Linked DNA regions of Zea mays: region 2 is linked to region 1. A link is a contact called in public Hi-C data. All regions are on one chromosome and are shown on one strand. The core of a region is the stretch at or near the end of the contact, and the rest is flanking DNA. Distances in the headings are between cores, read along the strand shown.

Region 1 (2,521 bases), core at 12-2,511:
AAAGAAACCCCACCGGCGCTCTGGCTCGGAGTCGGGGAAGACATTGCTTAAGCTCGACTACAGCAATGGCCACCGATGCAGCTAAGCTACCACTACTACAGCAAGAAACTTGCTGCATGGTACACGAGGAGCACTGCAGCTTTGAGTACCGGGGATCGAGACTTCATTCAAGGCCTTTTGACTTAAACTACTGTCATCGATGTACAGGATCTAACATTGAAGAGCCCTAATACGATTTAAAGTATATGCCAGATGACCTGACAGTACCCGTGTATACCCCAAATATACTATTGCATCATGCTTTATATACCCGACTTCCCCCAGATTCCAATCCAGCCATCAGCAACAAGTAAAATATCCTCAAAGTCCCAGATCTTGAGAAGGAAACACGAACGCTAGCTGTGGCTTCAACCGCTACATCGTCAGCCGGTTTACCTGGGGCCGGAGGCGAACTTGCAGGTGCCGGAGCTGGGGTCGGTGCCGGTGAGCGTGGCGACGCCGTTGAAGTCGCAGGTGGCGCCCGTGGCGCTGCGGCTCTGGTAGTAGCTGTTGCAGATGTAGGAGCAGACGGCCACCTTGTTGCCGTTGCCGTAGCAGGGCGCGCCCTTGGAGGCGGAGGCGCAGTCGGCCCCCTTGGCGCAGGCGTAGTCGATCGCCGCCTGCATCGCCTGGTCGGGCACGCCCGTCTTGCACACGCAGAACGCCGCGTCTGCTGCACACGGAATGACGGAACGGAAGGAGAGAGGAGCGGTTGGTCAGTGTGTGTTCGAGTGAGTCTGCTCGCTAGCTCGTGCCAGTACGTGATCGAGAAAGCACTGGCGTTTCTTGGTTTGTATTTATTTGTGCTTCGTTCAGCAGGATAGCTATGTATGCACAATAACCAGGGAGGGAGGGGGGGGGGGGAAGAGATTTCCTCCGCACTTAAAAAAATCTACAGTGGCAGCAGGACTGGCCATAGCTCATGAGCAGAGAAGTTTCGAAGCTGACAAGGGGGATACAAAGAAAGGCAGGCAGGCAGAAGAGAGCTAGACAGAAACCTCATCTTCTCACACAAACGTTAAGCGCCGCAGGGAGCAGCATGCAGATCCGGAGAGCTCGCTCACCTGAGCCTGTGAACATAGCCAGCAGCAGGAGGAGGAGGAACAGGGGAGCCGCCATGGCTGCTCGAGCTCTCTGGACTGGACCGCAAACGCTGGGACTGGGAGGGAGAGACCGAGAGAGTGTGCGCGCGATGGGGACAGCTGGGTGTGGTGTGGCCGTGTGGGGACTGGTGAGAGGTGTGCAGTGTCGTCAAGCTCCCCGAGCCGTCCTCCCCACTTTTTATGGACGAAAGCACCGACCACAGGCTGAAGCGCCGCTTCACTTGTCACCGACCACACACGCACCGTCGCGTGGCCGACTGCGGCCGTGCAGTGACTTTGCCCCTTTGGGCTTTGGGGGGAGGAGCCCGCCGTGTCCGGACGCCAACGGCTCTCTGGCGTCACTGACTGTAGGGTAAAGCCAGGGGGCGGTGAGTCATCGTCGTCTGTCCGTGTGTCAGCCAAAGCAAGGGGGTGGGTGGGGGGAGCTTCAAGCTTGCACGGTGCACGCTGAACGCCGCTCTGGCTCTGGCTCTGGGGCTGCGCTGTCCGTCCGGCTCTGGAATGGCATGGGAGCCGACACGGACCTCCATCGAAAAAGTGGCGACGGACTGGGGGCAAAACCGACATTGCCGTCTCGCAACGTTCGGATGCAGATTGTACTCGAGGTTTTGGGAGCAAGTGAGTTTTGGGAGTGAAACTTTTTTCTTTTCTTCTAGGAACATTTTTTTGTCGTTATACTGTCACGCCAAAGATATACTGCAGTAGTAGGTGGTTGTAGCATATTATTATCTGTTCTTTGGTGCTGTCACCGATTGTCGGGTACCATAATTAAGGGTCGTATCCCCAGTACTTCTAAACATGGTTGGAAAATATCTTTTAAAAGACTGGTAAGGACGGTTCAGAGTTAAAAGCCTTAACTACCGAGGGACGCGGTCCCGTTTCACCCGAGCCCAGCCTCGGGCAAGAACAGTAGTCTCGTACAGATTCACAGCTCGCCCGAAGGTCCCCTCAGGCAGTAGAGGCGCCCCCGGCACGACCGAGGCAAAACTCGGGTAAACTTTGTCGCACAGTGGCCTCGGCCAAATCGCCTTACCACCGACCGTATCACGTGCGCATTTAATGCAGGGATTACCTGACACCTTATCATGACACGCACGCCTCAGTGGGCAAGATCGAAATGACCGCAGTCACTTCACCCTTTTACTGATCGTTCTGACAAGATAACAACATTATTCACCCTGTTCCGACTACTGTGCCAACCACCGGGGTAAGACTAACAACAGTAAGTTACCGCCTCTCCCGAGTTCAGCCTCGGGCGCAACAGGGAGTTTCGCCTCGCCCGGCCCCAACCTCGGCCTCGGAAGGAATCATCGCCACGCCCGACCCAGGCCTCGGCCTCGGGAGGAGGTCCTCGCCTCGCCCGACCTAGGCCTCGGCCT
Region 2 (2,521 bases), core at 15-2,514, 160 kb before region 1:
CAGTCTAGTGTCTAGACTCTAGACTCGTGCAGGGGCCGGGGGGAAATAATTCGGCATGCATGAAATGAGATCGATGGCGCATTGGCCACAGTGCGTGCTGGTGAGCAGCATGTGGAATTGTGAATGGATGGATCTGGCATGGCCACTGTTGTCCACTGGTAAACGAGCACAGAGCAGCCTTATTCGGTAAAAGACATGAAGAATCACGGAAAGATATGGCACTGAAACATGAACTTGGTGTGGATACAGTGGACTGTAGCCCTCTTTATATGCTTTAATTTTGCTTACTACTCTACAAGCGGCAGTCAATGTAAATCTGAAGGTGTTTATTAAAGAAACAGACGAATTATATTAATATGATGTTGGTTAACAAAAGATTAGCTTTAGTGGCGTTTAATTTATGAGCTCTTTGCATTGGATATTTGGATTCAACACAGCAATGTGTCAGTACTCAGTATCAAATTACCATACAGTATATAAGTCCTATATATCCAAGATTAGCAAGAGATACTGGAGAAAATTAGAAACCAGAGGGAGCTAGAATTAACGGGGACGATATAGATAGATGAGGAACAAAATCAAAAGCCGCCATGAAAAATCAGATTGAGCTGCATCTCTGGGTTCCAGTGTATCTTTCCTTGTTCTGCAGGTAGAATGAAGCACATATACGACACTAAAAGAAAACGTGATTACGTTTCCCCAAAAGACAGAAGGCACTAACTACACTACTCCACTGCACACATAAAAACAAGGGAGTGTGTGGAGCGCGTATGCGCTAGTACGTGTTGAAATAAAATTGTGGAGTAAATGTTAAAAAAAAAGGAGCAAGAGCTGGAGAAGAAACTAAAATCCGGGCAGCTGCTGCATGTAGATGATGGTAGATCCATTAAGAACCACTTACAAGCATCATCAAATTGCCGGCCCAGCTCAGCTCAGAGATAGATCAAATAGCTTCGACCATGGCTCCTAGTCCTACTACGGCTGATGAATCAAAAAACGGGATGGCCCAGCTGGCGGGCCGGCCTGACGCCGCACGGGTCGGAGGAGTCCGTCCGGCCGGCGACTCAGCCCGGAGCGAGGGAGGAGCTCTCGATCGGTATCAGGAGATGGAGTAATGGTGATGTGGATCGACGACCGGCCGGCTCTGGACCTGCGGTGTAAGCCCCAGAAAGCTGTATTGGCTGGAGAATTAAGGGGGACAGAGAAGAAGGAAAGGGAGAGGTGGTTTTGGCCGGCCGGCTATCGACTAGCTAGCTGCTGCTGGTGTTTGTACTGATATCGTCGTGATGGGAGCAAGCACTAAGCTTGTGAGTTGTGATGGACTTGTGTGTGGTGCTAGCTTGCTTGCACCATCCAACAAAATGATCATCAGCTGGCGGCGTCGCTTTCGGGCCCCTGTCGTGCTCCTCGTGTGTGATAAGCAAGCTACCTGCGGCGTGTTGTTACCGTCGACCACATATAATGGTGACCGCGCCGCGCGGTGATGAGTGATGACTCCATCGATCTCTCTCGGCACGTACGGCCGGTGAGTAGTGCAGGAGTGGTTGACGGCCGTGTGAGCTACACACGTGCGTGTATGCCGCCACACCTTCACACACACGTGTGGTATGAAGCTAGCAAATTTATGTCTGACGATATCTGTCCCTCGATCGTAACGGATCGGAAATAAAGTTATTTCTGACGGCCGCCGTCGAAAATTGCTTATGTCCGACGATCGAAAATGGTCGTCGGCAATTACCTTCGATAACGGCTGTAACGGTCGTTGGTGGGGCCCACACAGCTTATGTCCGACGGCCCACTGATGGCCACCGGACGTAAGACTATTCAGCAAGTGCATAAAACCCCCTATTTTTTAAATTTCTGACATTTACATAAAAACACAGATTTCATATATAACCACGTATTCACAATTACATCCACAAACATCAATTCACACAAGCATTCACATTCTCAAACATCACATCACATTCACAAACACATAGTTCCAAATAGTTGCAACAAGTCTTTGACATCAACATATAGTTCCAAATCAAACACTGACATAGTTCGACATTCACATAGTCTTTGACATCAACGTTGACATAGTTCCAAATCAAACACATTTGAAGAACTGTCACACATATCCATCATCTGGTTGGTTGGAGTTATAGCCACTTCCTCCGTCTGTACTCTGGGTGTTGAAAATGTTGTTCACCCAAGAAGTCAAAGCATCGTTTTGACCAGACACGTCTCCAGGTGCGGCAACTAAAACGGGAGGTGTCTTAAAGCCCTATAACACACGCACATGAAATATTAACCAATAAGTTCTCCATTTTAACACATAAAGCATCTATGAACATGTCACACACACATATGTGTACATACCACATGGAATTATGACGGAGGTGGAGGCGACAACATTGGCGGCGGCAATGCAAAGTCCGGAGGCGGTATCCCATATGTTGGCATCGGGACGCCCGCTTGTTGTGCCAGTTGCTACAAAAAATTGTTGAGAAAATAAGGTACACATCATGTGTTTTTA

What was found. A called contact is a pair of places that touch in the nucleus more often than the background predicts.
Region 2: a contact with region 1 is called in a Hi-C map of endosperm, with 6 times the contacts expected there. The contact joins the promoter of LOC100194214 here to the promoter of LOC100284436 in region 1. A contact is called at or near these places in 5 of 25 Hi-C or Micro-C datasets (ear, endosperm and leaf).

The regions. Positions count from the first base shown.
Region 1 is chr8:125,872,975-125,875,495 of Zm-B73-REFERENCE-NAM-5.0, reverse strand. LOC100284436 reads right to left here and starts at 1,261. Exons shown (of 3, transcript NM_001371993.1): 1 at 1,104-1,261; 2 at 436-709. The coding sequence starts at 1,158.
Region 2 is chr8:126,034,425-126,036,945 of Zm-B73-REFERENCE-NAM-5.0, reverse strand. LOC100194214 reads right to left here and starts at 1,264. Exons shown (of 2, transcript NM_001352805.1): 1 at 902-1,264.